Regions from separate parts of the Mus musculus genome. Here regions 2, 3, 4, 5 and 6 are each linked to region 1. Evidence: chromatin contacts called from public HiCAR-type, HiChIP or PLAC-seq and promoter capture Hi-C data. All regions are on one chromosome and are shown on one strand. The core of a region is the stretch at or near the end of the contact, and the rest is flanking DNA. Distances in the headings are between cores, read along the strand shown.

The links. Promoter capture Hi-C pulls out the DNA fragments that hold promoters and counts their contacts. HiCAR-type assays count read pairs that join an accessible place to other places. HiChIP or PLAC-seq counts read pairs in DNA pulled down with a chosen protein or histone mark.
Region 2: a promoter capture Hi-C map of pre-B cells shows a contact between it and region 1, with 3 times the contacts expected there. The contact joins the promoter of Atp8a1 here to the promoter of Slc30a9 in region 1. A contact is called at or near these places in 5 of 39 promoter capture datasets (the C10 cell line, embryonic stem cells, hippocampal neurons and 2 more), 2 of 484 Hi-C or Micro-C datasets (embryonic stem cells and uterus) and 3 of 115 datasets of contacts at active chromatin or transcription factors (the 230-238 cell line, bone marrow-derived macrophages and memory CD8 T cells).
Region 3: a contact with region 1 is called in an H3K4me3 HiChIP or PLAC-seq map of embryonic stem cells, with 9 read pairs. The contact joins the promoter of Limch1 here to the promoter of Slc30a9 in region 1. A contact is called at or near these places in 2 of 39 promoter capture datasets (embryonic stem cells and hippocampal neurons), 1 of 484 Hi-C or Micro-C datasets (nephron progenitors) and 1 of 115 datasets of contacts at active chromatin or transcription factors (embryonic stem cells).
Region 4: a HiCAR-type map of astrocytes shows a contact between it and region 1, with 3 times the contacts expected there. The contact joins the promoter of Uchl1os here to the promoter of Slc30a9 in region 1. A contact is called at or near these places in 5 of 39 promoter capture datasets (the SN4741 cell line, cranial neural crest, embryonic stem cells and 1 more), 1 of 484 Hi-C or Micro-C datasets (embryonic stem cells), 2 of 115 datasets of contacts at active chromatin or transcription factors (astrocytes and bone marrow-derived macrophages) and 1 of 9 other capture datasets (embryonic stem cells).
Region 5: a contact with region 1 is called in a promoter capture Hi-C map of liver, with 2.3 times the contacts expected there. The contact joins the promoter of Apbb2 here to the promoter of Slc30a9 in region 1. A contact is called at or near these places in 4 of 39 promoter capture datasets (the 3T3-L1 cell line, cranial neural crest and liver), 1 of 484 Hi-C or Micro-C datasets (embryonic stem cells) and 1 of 115 datasets of contacts at active chromatin or transcription factors (astrocytes).
Region 6: a contact with region 1 is called in a promoter capture Hi-C map of the HPC-7 cell line, with 5 times the contacts expected there. The contact joins the enhancer-like site here to the promoter of Slc30a9 in region 1. A contact is called at or near these places in 5 of 39 promoter capture datasets (the HPC-7 cell line, cranial neural crest, embryonic stem cells and 2 more), 2 of 484 Hi-C or Micro-C datasets (both in cortical neurons), 1 of 115 datasets of contacts at active chromatin or transcription factors (embryonic stem cells) and 1 of 9 other capture datasets (embryonic stem cells).

What each region holds. Positions count from the first base shown.
Region 1 is chr5:67,304,570-67,308,630 of GRCm38.p6, forward strand. Slc30a9 (solute carrier family 30 (zinc transporter), member 9) reads left to right here and starts at 2,386. Exons shown (of 18, transcript NM_178651.4): 1 at 2,386-2,628. The coding sequence starts at 2,526. RefSeq lists a cis regulatory region at 2,034-2,757.
Region 2 is chr5:67,845,375-67,849,572 of GRCm38.p6, forward strand. Atp8a1 (ATPase, aminophospholipid transporter (APLT), class I, type 8A, member 1) reads right to left here and starts at 2,057. Exons shown (of 37, transcript NM_001038999.2): 1 at 1,788-2,057. The coding sequence starts at 1,836.
Region 3 is chr5:66,744,503-66,748,230 of GRCm38.p6, forward strand. Limch1 (LIM and calponin homology domains 1) reads left to right here and starts at 1,387. Exons shown (of 26, transcript NM_001001980.3): 1 at 1,387-1,503. The coding sequence starts at 1,408.
Region 4 is chr5:66,673,906-66,677,795 of GRCm38.p6, forward strand. It overlaps Uchl1os (ubiquitin carboxy-terminal hydrolase L1, opposite strand), which reads right to left and starts at 2,592. Exons shown (of 5, transcript NR_102714.1): 1 at 2,157-2,592. Uchl1 (ubiquitin carboxy-terminal hydrolase L1) reads left to right here and starts at 2,216. Exons shown (of 9, transcript NM_011670.2): 1 at 2,216-2,417; 2 at 2,531-2,542; 3 at 3,039-3,167. The coding sequence starts at 2,385.
Region 5 is chr5:66,617,001-66,620,827 of GRCm38.p6, forward strand. Apbb2 (amyloid beta (A4) precursor protein-binding, family B, member 2) reads right to left here and starts at 1,817. Exons shown (of 17, transcript NM_001201413.1): 1 at 1,568-1,817.
Region 6 is chr5:66,697,715-66,701,844 of GRCm38.p6, forward strand. No RefSeq gene overlaps it. Among named protein-coding and RNA genes, the nearest start is that of Uchl1os, 23 kb to the left of the region's middle. Within about 2 kb of position 2,282, at least 10 of the 459 cell types and tissues checked have an H3K27ac peak or open chromatin away from gene starts, as enhancers often do.

The DNA of each region.
Region 1 (4,061 bases), core at 1,136-3,635:
CATCTCATGAGTTTCATTAGGGTTGTTTACAGGTGAATGGGTGAAATTTTGCTTTCAAATGTCTCTCCCTTCCCCCATCAACCATTGTGTAGAAACTCTCAGGGGAGGGCAGGACCCCAGGAGCCCCTTCTCTTTCCCCAGACACAGTGTTGATGTGCCCAGTCTCCTGAGAGTAATCACAGCAAGTGTGAGTTCAAGAAGGCACCAACGATGTCATACTGGAAGTCCGTGTTTTCCACTACTTCCCTGCACTTCCTCTGGTTTTTACTTTTCATCCGCCCCTTTTTTCCAGAATGTTCCCTGGCCTTTGGAAGAAGTGATACAAATGTTTCAGTTTATGGCTAGGCATTCAACAGTCATTTATTCTCAGTTTTATTGATCAGTTAGGCGTTTCTGCAGTTACCATTGACCATTGCAAAAGAAAACAAACAAACAAACAAACAGCTGCTCTGTTCAAAGCTGACAGTAGCACTACTCTATGGGCACACACTTTAGAAGGCAATTTAACCAGAATAACCTATCCGTTTGTTGGGGTTCAGGAATTTGCCACACACACCATCGCAGTTAAGCAAGAATAGTTTATTGAACACACACCATAACACTGGATGCCTAGGTCCACAAGAAGGAAAAACCTAATTGTGGCACCAGTCTGCTCTCATAGTAGACTTTCTATAGGAAAAACAAACAAACAAACAAAAAAACAGGTACAGGCCGGGCATGGTGGCGCACGCCTTTAATCCCAGCACTTGGGAGGCAGAGGCAGGTGGATTTCTGAGTTCGAGGAAAGTCTGGTCTACAGAGCGCGTTCCAGGACAGCCAGGGCTGCACAGAGAAACCCTGTCTCGAAACAAACAAACAAACAAACAAACAAAACAAAACAAAACAAAACCCAAAAAACAAGGTACAGAAGTTTAAAGGGCAAGGAAGGCTCACGAGGCAAAGTATATCAGCTGATGGGTCCTGAGTAAGGTAAGGAAAGTGTCGGGATGCATGGTGAACAGGGGAATTTCAGGACATCGAGATAACAGAGCATGAGTGTTATAACTTTTTAGCTTATTAGAAGCATTCTTCACTGTCAGCCACAAAAACCACAGTGAGCTCATATGTAGGTGCAGGAAGGGCTGTCCGGTGGTCAGCTCTAACTCAAGCCGTTTTACACAGAACAGTTCGTGTTGACCTTTGATTTGATGGAATTTCTTAAGATTAGCAAACCTCATACATAACATTCAGAACATACAGGACAAAACCATGGTTATGTGGTCAGCATGTTCTTGAGCCAAGTCACTTCTTGGTCAGTGAGTGGCAGGCATGTTAGAGTAGTAATATAACTGGCAAGCATGGAACAAAATGGCTACAGTTATGGGGGAAGGGGTGTCAGACCATAATATATTTATCCAAATAGCTGCAATAGCCTTTTACTAGAGACCACAACCTTGTTAGCCATGGGCTTTTGACCTGCTTAACCTTACCAGAGGTGGATTCCCTCCTGTGAAGGGAGCCTCAAGTCCACTCAAAGTGGTGGGTTTCCTCCCCATTTACTGATTTGCACTCATTTTCTTTATTTTTTTATTAGATATTTTCTTTATATACATTTCAAATGATATCCCGAAAGTTCCCTATACCTTCCCTCGGCCCTGTGCACTCATTTTCCATTTAAAATTTTATTTTACAGTACTTTCACTAAGCGATTTAAATTAATCTTTAAAACAACTGGACATGCATCCCATTCTATTTATCTGGCCAGACAGGTATTGACTTAGCCCCTGGAATATAGTAGTATACGTATACTGCACAGGATCCAGTGTCCATATAGCTATTCTCTATTCCGGGGGGACAATAATTTCAGTAGTGGTATTTTGAAGAAAAGTGTACAGGGTAACTATTTAAAAATGAGAACCACGTTAATTATAATTAGGGTGGTGAAAGAAGGCTTAAGCTAAGAACTGAATGAACCTGACATGGTAATGGTTAAAACAGGCGAATGTGTTCAGGTTTCTTTCTCTCTGGGACCAGGCTGTTTGAAAAACTGCTCCATCTTCGCGTACACATAGTACCGCGACTTCAAATTTTATGCACGCCTCTAATTTTGTTATACTACGACCGAGAAGCGGAGGTTGAGTGATCAGCAAGGTGACCACGGTGTTGGACAGAGCGGTGCCGAGGGTTCAAAAGGAAAGGGGACAGAGGCTTAAACCCTGCCTTCTCCTCCTGCTTCCCACGCCCCGGCGGCGCTTCGTAAGACTGTCTCCCGGGACACGACACGGACTCACAAATGCCCAGCACAGTCGGCAGCGCACACCGTCCTGGCCCGGTGCTGGCCAGAAGCACCGCCCACCCCGCCCCCGCTGGCATATTCCGTCACTTCCGCTGTCGCGCCACACCCCCATGACTTCCGGGTCGCCGAGGCCGCCGGCCGCGGCGCACACATCCGTGCTCGCCGGGGTCCGGTCTATGGAGTCAGTTGGCGCGGCAGGCGGCTCGGAGGCAGGAGGTGGTGTCCGAGTGGGGGCCTCTGCCCCGCCAGGATGTTTCCGGGCTTGGCCGCCGCCGCCGCGGCGCACAGGTGCAGCTGGGCGGCGCTGTGCAGGCTCGGTGGCGGCCGGGCAGCGACCCGCGGCCGCAGCCAGGGTGAGTGACGGACCGGTGGAGGCCGCGCCTGGCCTCGGCAGTTGGCCCGCCCGCTTGCCCTTCTCCAACCCAGACAGAGCCTGCCGGTCTCGCAAGGTCCTCACAGGTGTCCCCGCGAGCCGCGGCTACCGGGGAGCGGCCAACCCGCGTAGGGACACCCTGAGGCGGACCTCCAGACCCGGAGGTCTTAGGGCACATCGCGGTGACCCAGGGTGACCCAAACAGGCCGTGGGAAATGGCGGATTCCACCAGCTTGGAGGGTCCCCTTGGGCCGCCGCCGCAGTTCTGTTGCTGCTTAGGTTGAGTGAGGTACTCCTGCGCTACACTTTTTCTTAGTGCCATCCCGTTTTCTTAAATCTCCCTAAATCAAAGTGGATGTCACATACGGATCTTAAGGTGAGGGCTTCTCACAGTTATCGAATGGGCATAGTCTGGGGGACAGGAAACCCACCGAAGTTTGCGGTTATATCGAACAATCCTTTTGGTGACAAAAGTGTCTCCTGAAACTGTACATAAATAACCCTGGGCGCAGGGTGGGATTGAGAGTTTTCATCTTCGTCAGCATTGCTTTCTCAGTCAGATTCAAGTTATTGGAGAGTTTCTAAAGTAGCATCAAACGTGTAAGTCCTGTTTCTGTTCACCTCCCTTGTTCCCGTAGCTTGACACGGAGGACTGCTAGCAGAGCCCAGGAGAGGACAGGACCAAATCCACCGCTAACCCGAGCCCCTCAGGTTCTTGGGATTTGCAAAGAGTGGTTACAGAAACGTTTCTCAAACATTCACAGTCACCCTTCAAAAACTTGGATCGGAAGGCAAAAGCTGCAGCCATTCAGGTTTTTTGATAAAAGCGGTCACACACTCCTGTGCTGGGCAGATAAAGTAGAATATATTCATACCGTATTAAAAGCTGGTTTCTAAGGTTGCAAAAGAATTGATTGCAATACACTGTTTTAGTTTGTTGTTAATGACAGAATACTGTAGCTAGTTTTCCCATGGTGGCGGTATGCCACTTATGAACAGAATGGGCCCTCTGTTTAAAACTCCAAATAAACTTCAACATATTACACAGAAATATATATACATATAGTGGCTGTTAAATGTTGTCCAAAGTGCCCCTTCAGTGTTGGTGAGGTGAGTTGCAGTAGTGTAATTTGTAATTCTTATTCTGGGTAGCTGTCACTGGGCCTAAAATGCTGGGCTCTTTGTCCCATTCTCTGTAGCTCAGATAGTAATTAGTCTCTTCATTTAGGACTACTTTGCAGAGTTCTTTTAGGATGTTTATTACTACAAAAAATTTAGTGTTTTTAACACTTAACACCTTTTTAAATTTGAAACATCACCTTGGTGGAAGTTTTGTTACGGTATTTGAAAGAGCAATCAAAACTATGGTTAAATTTAAAAATCATTTGGAGAAAGTGTGCTATTTAAGTTGGA
Region 2 (4,198 bases), core at 807-3,306, 540 kb after region 1:
AGTGAAATCAACCAATCCGGAAGAAGGGTCATTCCGGAGGCGGAGGCAGCAGGAGGACCCTGACACCGATGGATACTCAGGGCTGCACAGACTCAGCAGCAGGAGCGCTTGTTTTCTTTCTGAGCCCCTGATACAGTATATCACTGAACTAGCTGTTTCCCTTTGATCAACTCATTGAGCCATTCTGAGCCAGGTCTCCTCAGCCATCCTCCTCCACTTTCAACAGCCTCCAGAAGTGGTGCAAGAGCCCCATAAGGCAATTGTTGTGAAAGCGCTCTGAACACAGGAGGTGCCTACCGCTGCCTCTCCATGCTACTGTATATTCTGTCAAAGTGACAGCAGCTTTACCTTGCCTTTAGATTTCTTTCTCTTCCCTCCCTCCCCCTTAATATATGACCTGCTGGTTGCTAGTATTTAAAAACATCAACTGGCGTGATAAATAATATTTTAACACCAGTTATCCTAACTTTGTTGCTTCTATCATTCAGACTGTGGTTAGTGCATTCATTCATTTTCCTCGAAATTGAAAAAAAAATACGCTTATATACTAAATTCTTAAGATGCAGGTCAGTTTTGATTCCCTTGTCTCTTGCCTACATATTAGAGCCCGGAATTCCTATTTTTCACATGAGGTCCTTACAGCTCTTACTACTCCCGCCCCCAGAAATCCTATTCTCCTTGCTTCTACTCCACCTCCACCACCCCGTTATCATCTATCTCACGGTCAAGATGGGGGCAGGGATGAGAATCAGTGACGGTAACAAGATAGATTATTTCTCAAAATAGTGCCATTCCACAACGTTGAAGGGCAGAGTTACTGGAATGGAAAAACAGACAAACAAAAGAAAGAAAATAAAAGTATACCGTTTCCTTTTTGTCCTAGTAAAACCAAGAGGTGTTTATTGAAAGCCTGCCACACGCCAGACAGGAGGAGAAGGGCTCCTCAATCAGGGTGCACAGCACCATCTCAGTCTTTGCCAAAGCGTCCTAGCCCATAACCTAGGGCATCTGTTGCACACTTCCTACAAGTGGAACCACTCAACAGCTGGCCCTGGGTGGAGCAACAAAAGCAGCATGCACCTTACTCAAGTCAGTTCAGTCGGCCGAAGTGCAGGCTTCAAGCAAAAATGAAAAACAAAAATGAAACCTCAAACTAGAGCCCGGTGAGCCACAGGGGGCAGAAGTGCAGAGACTGGAACGCAGCCTGGTATCCACTGAGCACCCAAACCCAATTAAGGCTCTTCCAGCCTAGAGATGCTGGGAACAGTGGATCAAAGAATCTGCGACGCCTGGGAATGGCAAACCCGCTCTTCGGGAAGCTGTGATGTGGGGGCAACACAATGGTGGGCGCTGGAGATAGTAGGTTGGAGGGATCTATTCATGGGCACGGGTAAACTCACTGGGAACAGGCAGATTGCAAAGATTGTGCGCTGTTGGCGAAGGAGGAGAGCCGGGCGAGTGCTCTGGGAGACAAGGACTGAACAGTCGCGTTGCGGTGTAAAGGAAACCTTGGGGCTCCCGCCAGCGCATAAATTCCGAGGTTTTGGATCCTGGAAAGCATTTGCTAGTGCGCTGAAGGCAGAGCTGGCGGAAGGGTTCACTGGCGATCAGGGGCGACAACCAGACTACTGGGAAAAGGAGGAGGGGGTGTAGATGGGATGAGGTGTCTCTTCCCGGCCACACACACACACACACACACACACACACACTCACGTCAGACCCCAGGCTGCTAGCACCTGCCCCCACGCACTCTGGGCGCACAGCCTCCTGCTGCGGCGGTCACTCACCTTCCGCGCGCGAGCGGATCTCCGACACTGTCCTCCGCATGGTCGGCATCTCGACAGCCCCTGCAGGTGGGTCTCGGGCGGGGACCCTGCACCTGTCACGGCGCCGCGCGGGCGGGAGAGCTGGCTGCGCCGCGCAGAGGGCTCAGCTGCCGCGGGGCCGCGCCTCCCACCCAGGGCAGCGTCGCCGCCAGGAGCCGCCTGGGCACTGGACGGGAGGGGGAAGGCGGCGAAGGAGCTGCGTCCGCAGAGCCGCCTAGGTCTCCCCGCAGTGGCAGAGGAGCGGGCTCGAGGGGCGGAGCCGGGGACGGCGCCGGGGGCGGGGTCTGCGGGGCGCGCGCTCACTCGCTGGCCTCCTGGAGTGGGGCGGGGACAGGGCCGCCGAGCCTCCAGGTCCCGCCCAGTTCGGACCGTACCATCCGCGGGGAGGGGACTTCGATCTAGCATTCTCGGCTTCTCGGCCCACCTCGGCCCTCCTTGAGGCCAGTACAAGTGTCCCAAGCCTTAATAAAAGAGGAAGAGCTTCTTTAGCTCTGAAAGCTCTGGCATCCCCTACAGCCACCTTCTGGCTCTACAATGCGATAGAACCGACCGTCCTCAGCGCCAGGGTGTTGGGTTCGGTGTGGGCAGCTTGAGTCTAAGCCTCTGAGACTCTGTGGGTGACGTCTCTGCTGATGTGGGGGGACCCTGCATTCGCCCTCTGAGTGGAATCCTAGCCTATCTCAACACCCAGCCTGACTCCTGGCCTGAGATGAACGTGAACCCTCTGTAGTAGCAGGCTGTGAGACCTGAAGCCACTGGAACGGTTCCTCTTGTCGTTTTAAGGCTTCCAGCCACACAACCTGCGTGGGTGTGTGAGCCCGTACTTCCCACCAGTTCGTCCTCTGCAACCTGTTAAGGCTCTGAAACTGCAACCAAACCAACTGTTGACCACGTGGTTAACCAAGCAAAAATTATGCTGTTTGTGGTTTCTGCTCCAGAAAGTTCGATGCAGTAGTTTATCCTCAAAGCCTAGTGGGGCGTCGGTATAAAATCCATAAAGATGTTAATTACAAGTCGTTATGTCCTAGAGACCAGCACGACCTCAGTGCCTTTTATTTTGTGTAGTAAAATCCAATCTAACAAGTCGAAACAAATGCAGTATTTTTAATTTGTTCCCGATTTCAGCCTCGAGATAGGATGAGGGGAGCTTTGTGTCTAGCAAGCTCCTGAGCAGGGTAAGAAAGGAATAAAGGTAAAAGGTACTGGCTTCGTGTACTGTTCTTCTGGGCACCTAGCGGAAAGAGCCTGTAGCAAGGCTTTTTATTAGTATTCCTTTGAGATCCAGAAAGGAGAGATGGGTAGAGGGTGAACGAGAGAGAGAGAGAGAGAGAGAGAGAGAGAGAGAGAGAGAGAGAGAGAGAGATATGACTGCAACTCGAGCATAAGGAAAAAGACAAATAAATAAAATCCGCTAATAGCATCTTCTCTCCATTCGTGATAGTTCCTCTACTTCCCGGAAGATCTCATTCACTAATCAGAGTTCTACCTCACTCACTCACATTAATACCCAGGCGGTCAATACATATTTATGAGGAACCCTCTCCACTTGTCTCTTATTCAGTGGTTGGGATCAGAACAAAGGAAACATATTATTTCCAGTGTGCTTGGAATCTCCTTAGGTTAGAGCAGACTCAAACGTAAATGTGTCTGTGCCAGCGATAGCCATAATTTAAAACCGTAGTCCTTTGAAAAAAAAAAGAAAATGAATACAGCCTTATCAAGACTGTCATCGCTGGCGGCTTTTACTCCTCCTAGGCTCCATAATCTCGTGTGTGTGTGTGTGTGGGGGGGGGGGGACCAGGCTTCCTCTTGATGGATATAAATGAGTCTGAAACCAAGTGGAAGACTAAGAACCAAGGGGCAGGGAAAATCAGCTTAAAAGTAAGCAAACAAATGTAGGAGTGGGAGTGGTTTTCGGATTAAGATTTTACATGAGATTTTTATGAACCCAAAAATGATCTGTTTGATTTATGAACAATCCCTTCTGTAACTGTTATGAGCCTTTCAGTGAGATTCACGTCTGCTTACTATAATAACCATCTAACGTGAGTTCCAATGGTACCTGTTTTCTGTAGTGCCACCTGACATGTGTGCATCAGCCAAGTTGACAACCTAGGTCATTCAGATAGGAAATGAAAACAGTTTCTCATACAGACAAGATGGCAAGATGCAGCTTGTGGCTTCCCCCTGGCTCTTTCCCACATGCTCCTGTCACAGAATCCATATTGGCAGGAGTACCATAGCTCCTTGGTTTCTGAAAATCTGCTCCCCCACGGTTGTTAGAAAGTCATCCATTTTCATGGTTCAGCACTGTAATTGAGGTTGAGAAGTGCACTAATCTGCATCAGCTTGGTATCAGAGCTCAGAGATCT
Region 3 (3,728 bases), core at 137-2,636, 560 kb before region 1:
AAATCAACTGGCACCTTCTCTCCTCAACACAGGCCATCTCTTACCAGATAGCTCATTCTACAACATCTTTTGATTCCCATGTTTATTGTCTGCTCCCCAGTGTGAATATCGGTATTGTGAATATCTAGAGAAATACATACAGAGAACGGTGTCTCATATAGCTCAAGTTGGCTTGTGCAATGGATGACTTTGAATTTCTGATCTTCTGCTTGCACCTAGTGAGTGCTGGGATTATGAGCTTGTACTTCCAAGGACATGACGCTGGGGACAGAAAGCAGGGTGAGCTGCATGCTGGGTAAGCGTTCTACCAACTGAGCTATATCCCAGTCTAAGTGTACGTATCTTGAAGGCAAGTTCTTAGAATTGTGTCTTGCTGTGATGAAACACCATTATCAAAGCAACGGGGGAGGAAAGGGTATTGGCTTACATTTCCCTATCTCGCTGTTCCTAATCAAAGGAAATTAGGACAGGAATTCAAGCAGGGCAGGAGCTGATGCAGAGGCCATAGAAGGGTGCTGCTTGCTAGCTTGCTCTTCATGGCTTGCACAGCCTACTTTCTTATAGAATCCAGGACCACCAGCCTAGGGATGGTGCCACCCACAATGGGCTAGGCTCTCCCTCGCATTTTCTCAGTTAAGGTTCCCTTGTTTCAGATAATTCTAACATGTGTCAACTTGACATAAAACTAACCAGCACACATTTTAGGAGTTTTTGTTTGTTTGTTTGTTTGTTTGTTTTTGTTTTATCCCTCCCTGCCCCCACCCCACCCCCCATTCCCAATCCGGCAGTCCTAGGTTCCTAGCTTGGTGGTTGGAGAATAATAAGAGCTGAATAAATCCTGTGAATGAGTCAACAGGCTAAGGCCCAGGTAGCTTGCGGGGAGTCCCTCCCCTTTTAACAGAAAGATCTGGCGGTTGCCTTGTGAACACCTTAGAGTGCTGGGTCCGGAGCTGCAGCTCTAGGCCTCAGGTCTGTAGCTGGGAGGGACAGCAGGTGCCAGTCAGTCCTCCAGTTCTGCCGCAGTAGTGCTGTTTCCCCGCCCAGCTTCACCCAAGGTGCAGCTCGACCTGCTACCCAAAGTAGCCGGCCGGAGGCAGGACAAGCGGGGTGGCGGGCCGTGTTCCTCCCACGGTCCTTGCATGAGCCCGGGAAGGACGCCCGGAGCTCCTGGCAGGTTATTTTTAGTTGGGGGAGGGGACGAAGCGGCGGGCCCGGGCGCCACTGGCTGAGGTGGCCACGGTGTCCTCCGGCAGTGCGCGCCGCTGTCCTCCGGGACCTGCGCTCGGTGGGGGCGGGGAAGGCGGCTGGAGAGCGCGGCGGGCGGGAAGGGGCGGAGAGCGCGCTCCTGCGGAGGAGGCTGTGCTCATCCCGGCGGCCGAGCGCTCCAGTACTCGCCGGGCTTCGCAGATGGCTTGCCCCGCTCTCGGTCTGGAAGTCCTTCAACCCCTGCAGCCCGAACCACCTCCGGAGCCTGCCTTCGCCGAGGCACAGAAGTGGATCGAGGTAGGTGCCGCCACCGGCGGGCGGCCTTGCAGGGGCGCCCCAAGCTGCTGCCCCGAGAGCAGCGACCTCAGGTCCAGCCTTCCCCCACTTTCGTGGCCAGCTTCCCCAGGTCATCCTCCGCGGCCTTCGGAAGACTGAGATCCCTTGGCGTTGGGGCTCTGGGATGGTGGGCGTGAACAGGGGGGACACTGCGGTCTAGCTGTGCGCCCAGGGGCAAGAGGCTGTCCCCTGCGCCTTCATCCCTGCTGCCTGCGGAGCTCGCAATCTCCGCTTGGTTTGCAAGTGCTGCTACGGAAAGCGCAGTGCGAGCCGTAGCGCTGCAAAGGCTACAGGGGCTCGAGCTTCCAGAGCCCTTTGCGGGAGCCGCATTTCGGGGTGTCCCGCTCACTGCTCCACATTCCCTTGGCCTCTCTCTTCTCCCTTCCGGAGCAGAGTTGGCAGTATCACCACTGAGGCTCATACCCATCCAAGCCTCTTGGCTGTGTTCTGGCACCCGTTCAGGTGCAAGGTTGGCGCAGAGCACAGCGTAGGGGGGAACCTGCAAGACCTAGTTGTGAGTGCGCTATCCGTAGACACGCTGCCCAGCTATCGGTTGTCCCAGAGACCGCAGGGTGGGCTGCAGCAGGCCCCGTACCGGGCCAGGTTGGCACATTTCACTTCTTAAATGACTCGGTGGAAGGCCAAGGAAATCACTGGAGCTCTCGGCTCAGTCCAGGAAGCGCTCGCTGGGTGATCCTGATTCATGATGTCTATCTGCAGGTGCAGCTCAGTAGCCCTGCTATTCTGAAACAATCCGGTCTTTGGGTTCAGGACGCGTGGAGGGCGAGAGTGGGAGAGGTGATTTGTGATCCACTCTTGGAATTCCTATGAACCACCTTTTAAAATGCCTTGTAGAAGAGGAATTTGGCTAAATGGCGCGCAACCCCCTTGGCCTGAGAGTTCAAAGGAGGATGTGTGCAGCTAAGTCGTGACCAAGCAAGAATACGCTTCAGAGAACTCAGATGGTCGCTTAGCGACCCCATCCCCACCCTTGGGACAGCCCAGGTCTCCAATGTTGGTAGGGTGATAGAACTATAGGGCTGTATATTTAAACCTGCTGGGTTGCCTGCAGAGGCTATTGCTGGAAGGCTCAGCCACAGGCCGCCACCTTTCAGGGTCAACCAGCTTCATGGATGCAAAAAAGCTCCTTAGCGTTTGGAGCCATCTATTTAAAAACGGAACTAAGGAAACAATATATACCAGGCACCATTACTAAAAGTCAGGGCTGGCTTGTCTCTTGTAACTACCAGATGTAACTTACTACCAGATGAGAAAACGACGTTAGCCTCTTATTTTTGATGGAAGGCTTATTTTGATGGAAGGCTTGGAGCATGACAGGTGTTCTCTCTGAGTTTGGGGCTCACAGGCTCACTGGAGACAGTAGTGGAGAGTTGTGTGACAGCTTCTTTCAACTTCTTGAATTTTTTGGGGGGGAAATTAGCCTCTGTTTTCTCATAGGCACGTGATTTATTCCCAGTTTCTTTGATAGTAACTGATAGTAATTTATAGTAATATTGACATACATGTCCTGCCTTTAAAAGTGCATTGTGGTATAAACTCCATGCAGGATAGAATGCAAATCTGAATCTCACATCTCTGTGAATTTTGGAATATGTACACATATTTATTACATCTCCCCATAGATCAAAATATATAAAGATTTTTTTTTCCTGTTGGTATTTCAGGCTAAACATTACACAGTGTAGAACATTAGCTTTCATATCAGCTTGAGGAAAGGAAGAGACAGTTTAAGAAAGCAGAGCCGGGTTAAGCGCTAAACACAGTTTAGAATGGCTCTTGATACTTTGCCCTTTAAACCAGTCAAAGACAGTGAAAACCCAAATGGTGTGTGTGTGGCTTTAGGACCAGGCTGCCAGGCACGCTGCGTGTGCATAATTGAAGTGGCCTATCTCCTTTCCTCAGTGGAGTTGGATTTCATCAAAAGGGGAGTTTCCTCTCCTAAGCCCAGGCTGGGTAAAAAGGTGTGTGTGTGTGTGTGTGTGTGTGTGTGTGCATTGGGGGAGTGCTCAACACTCCCCCCCCTTTCCCCTTCCCATTCTTGAAATGTAAATGCCACGTTTGCAAACTGGGAGCCGGGGGCCATAACAGATGGTTTTGCACACAGTTGCCCACTGAACAAAGATTCCTGGGCTAATACAGCAATAATGTGTTTCTTAGTGTGAGCC
Region 4 (3,890 bases), core at 1,342-3,841, 630 kb before region 1:
CTTCTTTTCTTCTTTTCTTCTTTTCTTCTTTTCTTCTTTTCTTCTTTTCTTCTTTTCTTCTTCTTCTTCTTCTTCTTCTTCTTCTTCTTCTTCTTCCTCCTCCTCCTCCTCCTCCTCCTCCTCCTGCTCCTCCTCCTTCTTTCCTGCAAGTTATACGCCCTAGAATCTGGCTAAGGTCTGTATGAAGCTTCTTGCCCACAATCTGAGCATTTCCGTTCACTCATCTCCCACGTTTGAAAGATCAGGACAAGATCTGTGTCTTCTCTCTTTGTAAGTAGAGAGTTGTTTAATTTAATGATCCATAGTTCCTAGCATATGGTTATATATATGTGTATATATATATATATATATACATACACACATACATATATACACATACATTCACATATATATGTGCATATATATGTATATAAGTATATATATGTGCATATGTGTTTATATATGTGTATATATATATCTATACACACACACACTTGTTTGTTGAATGAATAACTAAGTACCTTCCACAAAGACTTCTGGTCATGACTTCATACTGCCCTTCCTAGCTCTTCTGGCAATACCCATCCACTGCTGACTTCTGCCTGTCCATCAGCCTTAGCTTAAACGCAACTTCCTTTCATGTCTTTCTAATTCCCTCCGCTGAGTTAGGTGTTCCTTCCACACTATAAGAGCTGCAGGAAAGAAGTTTCAATATTCATTTCTGGAATCACCCAGTTCCCAAGCTCAGTGACCAGTGGGAGTAAATGCTTGCTTGTGCAGTATTTGTGATGAATGGATAAATGAAGAAAACTGGAAATGTAGTATGTCTCTGCCAAAAGACAGACATGCACACAGTCTACCCAGGTGTACTGGGTTATGTGTCCGTCTGTCTTGTATTTTTTTTTTTTATTAACTGCATTGAGATGTAATTTACATAGTATAAAATTCACTCAGAATCTTACTAATGCCTTCTTGCCTCTCACACTTGGTAAGTGAAGGTCATTTTTTTTTCCCTGATGGTGAAACTGGGAAGAAAATTGAAGTAGCACATTGCTGAGTCTAAAACAGAAAATGGACCCTTCCAGCCTCATTTACCAGGTTTTGTCTTCCTGCCTCATTTTCCAGCTGTAGCACCAAGCAAATGAACATCTCTGAACCCTGGATCCTGATGTATAAAATTTCACAAATACAATATTGGACCCTCTCAGGGTGAAATAAGATGGCCTGGTAAAGGATCCAGCTGGAGAGGCAGTGCTGTTAAAACAAGGTTGGTTCCCTCCATCCTATGCCTTGCTTACCTCGGGCTAGCAAAAAGCATGTCTGTTTTTCACCATTTGTTCTGAGCATATTTTTTAAAATACCCAACCTGCCTGCATCCTTAGCTACCTCATTCTGTGATTTAGCATCCCTGACAATTGATACAGATCTGGCCCCTCCTTCTACTCCGCCTTCAGCACAAGCGTTTGCCTTCCATCCTTTGAAATGTGCCTGTTAGAAAGAACACCCCCGCCCCCATCCCTGGAGAACCGCGGGCTCTCCTCCGTTGCTATTCCCTTTCTTCTGCGCCCAAAGTATTGTGGACCAAAATCTTATTATCCCAAACCCCTGTTCTTTGAAAAAAGGTTTCCCCTATTTTTTTTTTAAATGCTTTTTCCTTTAAGCCTCTAGTCTCAAATCATCTATCTTTTCTTTGGTCTGTTTCTAAAGTCCTCCGGCGCCCGTATTCTATGTGTCTCGCATGTACTGCTTCCCAGCGACCCACCGGTTCTTCCCCTGGAGTCACATTACATCAGCTTCACTAATGCACTCCGTATCAGATGTTTTATTCTAGGCAGTCCATTAAAAACCGAGCCTGGACACAGGTTGAATTTAACATGGAGGACAGATTGTCTAAGGTTAAGTACAAACTGTTCCGAGATGGGCGGGGGGGGGGAGGGAGGAAGACCGACAAATATTTATATTCATATTAAACACTACATATACCTGTTGATTTTGTGCTTTTTTTTCTCTCTCTCTCAATGTTTCAGAGACCCTCGAGCTTTGGAGTGATTGAGACGACAGAGGAGGGTTTCCAGAAATTTCGCTCCAAATTGAAAGCTCCCTCAAATAGGCTGCTTCATGCGCTCAAGGAACACCCACCAACAAAACCCATCTCCACAACCACCAGATTAGCTCACCGGCGAGTGAGACTGCAAGGTTTGGGGGCTTGGCTTGTACCATTCTGTGCGGTGCATGGGGGAGTTCGAGCCCTCTTGGCCTTCCTCCTCTGCTTGTTTCTGCTCCCGTCTCCCCTGCTCAGGCTTTCCCAGTGAGCGAGGCCGGCGCTTTATAACAGCAGCCTGGGCGGCTCCACCGGCTGTTTTTTCGGCTCCTCGGGTTTGTGTCTGCAGGTGCCATCCGCGAAGATGCAGCTGAAGCCGATGGAGATTAACCCCGAGGTAAGCATAGCTGCTGGGTCGCTTCGGGAGAAATAAGGCTGACCCTTAGCTACAGCTCGGTAGCTGAATCATTTAGTTTTATTATCATTTTCCTCTTTGCTTTTGGCTTTCAGATGCTGAACAAAGTGAGTGGCGCGGCGCGCAGTCTCTGTCCCTATCCTCCAAGAGCATCGTTGGAGACGCCCAGCCGGCCGCGCCCTGTGCAATGGAGGTGGCTGGGCTGGGGCGCCCAGCTGGGTGTCGTCTCTGCCCTGAGTTATCTAGGGGTTTGGGAGTGACTGAGAGATCGATCACGGGGAGGTGGCGGAGGATGGACCCGGACAGCAACGAGCGCGGGGAGCAGCTCTCGAGGGCGTGGCGACGGCCCGCGGACTCTAGTCCGAGGGCTTCGCGCGAGCCACGTGTGGGCTGAGCTTTGTGCTGTGTCACTGCGCGGCACGCAGGGTGGGACGGCGCGGAGGCTCCTCCCAGACTCGGGTGGGGACCCGTGTGTGTGTGTTTGGTGGGGGGTTGGGGAGTGGGAGGGCCGCACGAGGGATGCTCGTGCTGGCCCCGCCCCCTAGCAGGTGCCCATTATTTGTCTGGCTTTTTCGGTCTGGCTGCCCTGTCTTTTTCTTGCAGGTGTTGGCCAAGCTGGGGGTCGCCGGCCAGTGGCGCTTCGCCGACGTGCTAGGGCTGGAGGAGGAGACTCTGGGCTCAGTGCCATCCCCTGCCTGCGCCCTGCTGCTCCTGTTTCCCCTCACGGCCCAGGTAGGGAGAGGTCTGTGATGGGCGGGTCTCAGTGGATACGCAGTGTTGTGGAATGAGTTCCTACCTCACGCTGTCCCCTTTTCCTGTAGGGTCCCTGATAAGGATCCCACTTCTTAGGGTGGGAGGTGCTTGCATTTTCATCGGGGCTCTATTGTGATGTCCATTATTGCCTCAATTTGGAAGAGAAGGAGCCCATTGCGTCTAAGTCTTTTTTTCAGTTATCCAAAGAAAGATCTCCAACTTGTTTATTTTGTTTGTTTGTTTACTTATGAGCCTTGCTCCCACTTGCGGATGGCCGGTTTGTTTTTTTTTTTTTTTCCTTTTAAGGGCCGTGAGTGGGTCAGGTCCCTGGTTTGGTTCTGTTGCTCTCTCACCTGACTGTAAACTGATGAGGGCCTGGCTTGCTTAAGTCAAAAGAGCTGTCTCTTCATTTGCCACCTCCATCTGCCTCTCTGGTGGATTCTCCATTCCCCTCCCCCACCCCTCCCAGCAGGCACACTGTTGAACGTTCCTTTTAGAAAGCTGAATCACTGGTGCACAGAGCCGCGGTCTCCACCTCTCTGACCTTGTGGCTGGATGAAGTAGGGCTCCTGTGACACAGTCATAGAGACACTTCTTCATTTTCTGAAACAGTCTTCCATCTTCCACTGGGCAGGGATGCAAATGATTCAGGCTGAGCCATAGAGAAAGACAAAACTGGGGGTTATGCGTTGTCTCGCCGTG
Region 5 (3,827 bases), core at 567-3,066, 690 kb before region 1:
CAAACCTAACATAACAAGTTCAAAAGGACAGTGGCAGACCTCTTGCATCTGCGACATCCCCTACCCCACCCCCACACTCCACAGATGGGACCACTCCCCACCCCAGCCACCCTTGTTCCCACCACATTTCTGCCTGCCTTGGGGGTGGGGGGGTGCCCATCCTCAGGACAAATACTATCTTCCCAAACAGATGCCATTTCTAAGATTCTGTTAAGACTCTCCAAATTCGGAGAAACCCTGAAACAAGACAAAGCCTAACTTCATAAAGAAATGCCCCCTCCCAGAGTCCTGTCTCCGCAAGGTCAGCCATAAGAATTCAGGTACTACTACCATGGCCATTTCAGGGAAGGATCTGTAGTATCATAACAAGAAAGAAAATTTAGATTTAAGGTACCAAATCCTAAAACAACAGACCAGCTGTCATAATTTATTCTGAAATCGGTAAAATGAAGAAACAAATAACAAAAAGGGCCAGCCTCACAAAGTTTATTTCTTGATATCAAAATGATATTGTTGTTATCGTTTTATGACTTTCATTTAAGACACTGAGCACAAAGCAAAGTCAGGGACAAGACTTTTTAAAACTGCTCCCTCTAAGAGCCCTCTGGGCTTCAGACACTGACCTAATTCTCTCTTCATGTGAGCCCTCTCAAATCACTCAGTCCATCCCCAAGCGATCAGAACAGTCGTGGCTGTGCAGAATCTTGCTACAAAACGGTCCCAATTCTTCATCTGATTTCTCCAGCTTTTTTTTTTCTTTATGCCCCACACTCCCTTGGCCTTTGGGGCCTGACCTCCTGTTTTCAGACCTCTCCATCAATGGAGAGACTACCTATCATTGTTTCTACGGGACTCCCGCATCCTCCCTCCGCCCAGCTAGTTTTCGTCGCACAAATGTCATTTCTGGCGTCTGAGCCACCATTCCTCCCAGGGAGCAGCAGTGGGGCGTTCGGGACCCCGATGACCGGCTTCCCTGATCCGGCCCTCGGCACACAGCCATTTTCTAGTTAAAAACGCTCTCGGCGTTGCAGAGGGGACAGGAACTTTGCCCTCTCCTCCTTTCTGCAGAGCTGGGTTCTCTGCACCCCGGGAGACGCTGGCCAGGTCTCTGAGTCTCCCGCAAGAGCGCGCCGCCCGGCAGGCAGGCCGGCCCCAGGGCAAGGGGGCGTGCGCTACCGGTCGCCCGCGCCCACCCGCACTTTGCCCTCCGCAGTCTCCGCCCGGGCACAGCCCTGCGACCCGGTGTCCTCGCCCGGCCCTGCCGAACCCCAGCTCTGGGTGGGAGTGAGGGAGTAATGGGAGTGACGGAGCGAGCCCGCAGCCAGAGCGCCGGCCCTGCAGCGCGGGCGCGGGGCGAGCGGGACTCCGCAGCGGACGCCTGCTGCAGATGCGACGGCAGCTGCTGCAGCTGGGGCTGCGGCTGGGCGACCGGCGGTGACCGCCAGAAACCGAGCAGCAGCCGCGAGGGCACAAGCAGCCAAGCTCGCCGGCTGCCCGGCACCCCCGGCGCACTCCGGGCCATCCCTCGGATCCCCGGGCTGAAGGCATGGAAGGAAGCGGGGCTCACCAGCGCTGCGCGGCGTTCGATCGGCTCCGGACCCGGCTCCCAGGTCTCGCAGTCCGCTGAGCACCCGGATCAGCTGCGGGCTGCAGCACGCGAGCTTCCTACTTAGAGCAGCACTGGCTCCGGCGACTGAGCATGCCCAGTGCGGCTCCGCGAGGCCCGCGCAGGGAGCAGCGGCAGCGAGATTCCACTTCTCCAGGCTTTGGCGGCGGCTGCGCGAGGAAAGGCTTGGAGGGGCCTGGCGGAGCCGGGCGAACCCAGCAAGGCGGGGCCGGGGGCGGAGGCCGCGGCGGAAGGGGGCGGGCCGCGCTCCCAGGGCGACCCCTGCAGGTGGAGGCGGCCGAGCTGCGGCACAGCAGGGAGGCAAGGGGCGCCAGGGTGACACCCAGAGGCTGGGGGTTGCGGGGCAGCCCGGGTATCCCCTCCAGGTGGCCTAGCGTCTGTCTGCACCAAAAGGCAGTTTGGGAAACTCTTCTCTCACGCGTCTGCGTTCCTGTAGAATGGAAAAATACCCCAAGATGAGAGCTGTCCACAGCCTTCCAGGCTAACTGAATGTTAAAAGGTGAAACTTTCTCCTGCCTTCTGCCTCCTTCATCCCCCATGGCTAGACATATGCCACACAGGAACATTCCTGCCCTGGAAAATCACAGCGAGATAACGCCATGCAAGAAATATGCCTGCGAACAAGGAAAAGCATTATCTACTTGCTACCTGTTCGTTAGGCATTAAGTGGATTTACTGCAGGCACCTGGAAGTCCTTGATTTGTTTCTCCATCAAGCCAAGGGGTGTTAAACTGATGCCTAAGTCAGACTCATCTGGGAAGGTTGCTGAAGCAGCATGCTAGGCGCGTTTCCAGGGGTTGGATGAGTCGTTGTGCCGTGCTGCACAAGCGCCTGTAAGTATCAAATCCCAGGTACTGATGCGGTTGCCATCCGAGGACTAGTCATGGGGACTCTGCTATACACAGACCATGCTACCTACCATCTCCTCTAGAAAGGTAATTCTGAAAATAATTATAACTACTAAGTAATGGCTCTTTGACAACGCACTCCTCAATCAGATAATAAACTCAGACTCATCCTCCCTACAGTGAAGATGGGCATTATTCCTTTTTTTCTTCACACAGCATGAGTTTATTGAGGTTCCACAAGATCCCCTTACTAAGACCTGTAAGCAAATCGCAGCCCCTGCCTTCATGTTTACAGCCCAGCAGTAACTGACGTCCATTGAATAGTTTCTATGAAATGCCATTTCTGCCATCTCCATACACAAGGTGTTGACATGTAAAAGTGTTGGGTTATCAGGAATGGAGAGAACGCCGTGTGTTGGTGGTCTCTTGTAATCTATAGCCTCTTCTATAATCAATATTTCCCTCAGACTCCGCGGAAGGCCAATAGTACTGCTACAGAAAAATCTCCATAAATCTATGCAGGTTCACTCTTGGAACTGAACCTCTGCATCCCAAGACTGGCCCAACGAATCCTGCGAACCATGAAGAGTCAAAAACCAGGGTTCAAATGCCAACTTGGGAAAAGCAAACTGTAGAGGGCCTTGAGACACAGGCTACTGTGTCCTTCAAGCCCAGACAGAGGAGGAAATGAACCCAAGCCCACCCTGCGAATCCTTCATCGCGGCGATCTCAGCAGGCTACCACACCAACTTGCACCTTGATCTCCCAGCCCGCCAACGTCCAGAGCCTACCCTACCACCCGATTCTCCCGGGCTCCCGGGTCGAACCGCGCCTGCCCCCTCCAGGCGGTCTACTCGGACGCGCAGGAAAACCCGCGCTGGAGTCAGCCGCGGCGGCGGGGCGGGGCGCGCAGGCGCGGTGGGCTCCAGGTTGGGCGGAGGAGGCGCCCTGCTCCACACCTGATGCAATCACCCTTCCGGAAACCGGCAGGGTCTCCAGGATCACCGCGGAAACGCTTCCTTGCCTGCTCCCGCCTCTGCGTCCCAGCCCGGTCGCCTGCTTCCTAGGCTCATTCCCTTGGCGGCCTGCGGGAGGAGTCGGGAAGTCACCTCCTTGCCAGCTGAATACTTAGATGTCCCGATTGTGAGGGGCCGGCTACAGAGCATCCTGCAGTTGTTGGAGGAAACTCCCTCGGTTATTTCCAGGGAGGACTGACGGGACTGGAACACTGGTTTTGAACTCTTCTTTGCTTCCTTCCTGCATCCTATCCATAATTTCTTCTCTGTTCCTGAAAGGGACGGTTTAAGGTGGAATGGATTGCCAGGTTCCCTGGCTAGCTAAGTATGTAACCG
Region 6 (4,130 bases), core at 1,032-3,531, 610 kb before region 1:
ATTTTATGAAGAAGTAAAGTATTGTATTCAGATCTGTCTTATTGGGAAATGCTGAAATCACCTGTAGAGTATTAAAGTGTAAGATCTCTGTAGAGCCGAGTGTGATCACACAAGCCTATAATCTCAAAGCCCGGGAGGTGGAAGTCGGATCTGTTGTGAGTGTGAAGCCAGACTGAGTTAATGAGACCCCATCTCAAAACATTTTTTGATAAATTAAATAGGTCTTTAGGGAAGTATTTGCCCCAGCACTACAGCTAGCATTCCCCTCTTTTTCCCTTTCTTTGGCTTTGGCTTTGATTTAAGACTCAGAAACTAAAAGCATTCTTAGGTTCTAAATCCCGTGTCTTATGCCTGACTGGTCTCTGCCCCACCCCACACAGGGATGTGTGGATTTTAGGCTGACTTTGACAGGATTGCAGGCGTGTACCATCACAGCCTGTTTCATATGATGCTGGAAGTGAACCTGGAGCTTCATGCGTGCCAGGCAAGTCCTGTCAATGGAGCTACATCCCTAGCTCTTTCTTCTCTTGTGTGTGAGTGTGTGTACATCTATTTCTGTGTAGTGTGTGTATAGTATATGCATATGTTTATGTATGTGGAGTATATGTAATGGGTACAGTATGTTTATGTGTGCATGTGTGTGTATATATGTGTGTAGTGTGTGTGTATACTTCTATTTGTGTGTAGTGTATATAGTGTTTGTTAGTGTGTTTACATGTGTGTATAACTGTGTGTATATATGTGTGTATGTGTATGTATACTGTATGTAGATAGTATGTTTATGTCTGTATATATGTGTATGTTGCATATAGTATATGTGTGCGTATGTGTGTATTGCATGCATGTGTATAGTGCAAGTATATGTGTGTATAGTGTGTTTATGTGTGTGTATATGTGTGTGTATGTGCCCAGTGTGCCTGTGTGTAGTGTGTGTGTATGGTATATTATGTGTGTGAGTGTGTGTGTGTGTAGTGTATGTATATATGTGTGCATGTGTGTATCTGTGCAGAGGCTTGTGTCACGTGTCTTCCTCACTTCCCACTCTATTTCTGAGGAAGAATCTTACACTGAACTGAGAGCTCCCTGATTTGACAAAACTCACTGGCCAGGAAGCTCCGGGAATCCTCCTGCCTCCACCTCCCCAGTGCTGGGTTTATAAGCATCTCCTACCCTGTCTGTCCTTCAAGACAGATGCTAGGGAACAAACTCGGCGCATGCTTATGTGGCAAACACGTTGCTGACTGAACCACCTGCCCAGCTACTCTGCTTTTATTTAAAATTTGCCCTGATTCATAATCGTACACATTTATGGGGGTAGTATAATGGTTTGGGATATGTGTATATCTTGTAGTGATCCAATGAGGGTCATGAGATTAAAAAACAACAACAACAACAAGCAAAGAAGTTAGTATCTAGAGATTCAAAAGACTGTGCACAGGGTTTTAATCTACAGAACACCCCAGAGGGACTTTGGAAAGCTACATCTAATGTGGCACTCGGGCTTCATCAGGGAGGCTGTCTCCTGCCTAGCCTGGCTCTGAGCACCAAATGCACGTGGGGCCTGCCCCTTGCTACCACAACAAAGAATTTAGTACAAATTTCTGTCGCTGTGGACTACCTAATTTGACTAGAGACTCGTTCCTAAGAAATCTGTGGGAAGCAGAGTCCCACAGTGGTCACTGCACTTCCCAGCCTTCCGTGTACAGACCTGTCGCTGTCCCCGGAACTCAACACTCATATACACAGCACTTTAAGGGATTTTTACACGTATGACAAGGTCCCAATTGAGTTGACCTGAGGGTGTAATGGTTCTGCTCGGCTGGTCTGATACTCCTTGAAAAGGATTAAGCTTTTCCTAGGTGAGGAGTGTCCAGGAGCGAGGGTAGCCCACAGATGACGAGAGCCAGCAATAAGGAATTTGGCTAACAGCCTATCTGAGCCTGTTCTACCCCAGAACCACCAGAAAGGGACCCAGCTCAGCCAACTTCTTCATTTCAGCTTGCAAGACCCTGAGCAGACCCCCAGCCATGCCACACTAGACTCCTGACTGATATTGGGTGCTAAAACATGGGTCGTGGTATTCCGCTTTGCTTTGGGGGTCATCCAGGATGTGGCAACCTAAAACTCATGTGCAAGATGGTGCCACATGTCATGGAAGCATGGGGAACCTCCTCATTGTCCCCCCTAAGCCATCCCCTGCTTCCCTTGTCACTCAGAGCTGGACCAGGAAGACAGCATGTGGCTCGTCCATCTCCTCCCCTCTAGCCCCCCAAGTGTGAGGTGCAAGGGCGTTGTGGCGAAGGGCCATAAGCCGACTGCTGGGACCTCTTGCAGATGTCTGAGGTCACTGAGGTTCCTCTGGCCCAGCCTGGAGCCTTTGTCTGCATATGCTTTTCATCATGAGACACCAGGCTGGCGAGACATAAACAGGAAAGGTGACATGGAAGCTCGGTTATTTACTGAAATCTGACCTGCAGGGCTCACCCATTGCTGTGGAAGGTTACAGAAATCCTATTTGTTTGAACACAGTTATAGAAATATTCTTTGTGTTCATGGGAATGAAATATTTCACATTTTGTATGTGGTGAGGAATTCCAGACCCTTTTGTCTGGCCTGCTGCCTGCTTCTCTCAGGAAACATTTTTTTTCCTCTCTCTCTATTTTTTCCTCCATAGCTGCTGCACTCAAATATACCACCAATAAGCAACTTCAGTTACAGGCTTTCTTTCCTTTTTCTTTTTTCTTTTTCTTTTTCTTTTTCTTTTTCTTTCTCGTCTTTGTCTTTGTCTTTGTCTTTTTCTTTCTTCTTTCCCCCTTTTTTCTGTTTTCTTTTTGTTTGTTTGTTTGTTTGGATTGGTTTGGTTCTTGTTTGAGACAAACACACCTGAGTTCATTCATATATATATATATGTATATGTGTGTGTGTGTGTGTAAATATATATGATATACACATATATTATATACATATGTAAATATGTGTTATATAAATATTATATAATGATATTTATATATGTATTTGAACATATGAAATCCACATTGAGAGATTTATGACAATAATCATTTTAACACTGGAAATTGTCCATTAAAATTGTCTTTGAAGGCTGGAGAGATGGCTCAGCGGTTAAGGGCACTAGCTGCTCTTCCAGAGGTCCTGAGTTCAATTCCCATCAATCGGCTCACAACCATCTGTAATGGGATCTGATGCCCTCTTCTGGTGTGTCTGAAGACAGCTACAGTGTACTTACATATAATAAATAAATAGATAAATAAATCTAAAAAAACCCAACAAATTGTCAAGCTATTAAACAAGTTTTTGTTGTTGTTGTTGTTGTTGTTTAAATTGTCTTTGAAGCCAGGTAGGTGGCACATACCTTTAATCCTACCACTCAGAAGGCAGAGGCAGGCAGATCTTTTGAGTTCAAGGCCAACCTGGTCTACAAGTGAATTCCAGGACAGCCAGGACTACACAGAGAAACCCTGTCTCAGAAAACAAAACAAAACAAAAAACAACCAACCAAAAATTGTCTTTGAAATGAACAATGGTTCAGAGGCCAGGTCTGCTCCCTGCACTTGCTTCTGAGACACCATGGACCCACGTGCTTCCTTACAAAGTGACACAAGGGCTGGAGAGATGGCTAAGCCTCCAGGCTTGGTTCACAACCAGAATACAGACACAGGATGCCCGAGTCCGCTTTCATTCTTACAAATTGACTGGATGCACGGATTTCCATTGGATTTTCTTCTGTCACCTTTATTTTGTGTCCTGTGTTCTACTCCCAAAGGCCACTCCTGGAAGGCAAGCTACATGAGGGACTAGACGTTCAGCACATGGGCTTTGGAGACACTCAAGTTCCAGACTTGAGTAATTAGAGTAATGTAACATCGCTTCAGTCAAAAGTTTTCCTAAAGCACCTCTGTCCCCGAGCCTTTATTTCAATAGAAAGTGACACTGGTGTTTAACATGCGGCCATTGTTCTGAATAAGACGGTGACTGGGACTTCACAGTCTAAACGACGGATGAGACCGATGATCGGTGTTTTGCAATTCCTCAAGTGCCAGGACTCTTCAGTGTGACAAGCTCATTTAAATTAGGCCAACAGATTAAAATAGTCTGCTTTATGCCAGGTGGTG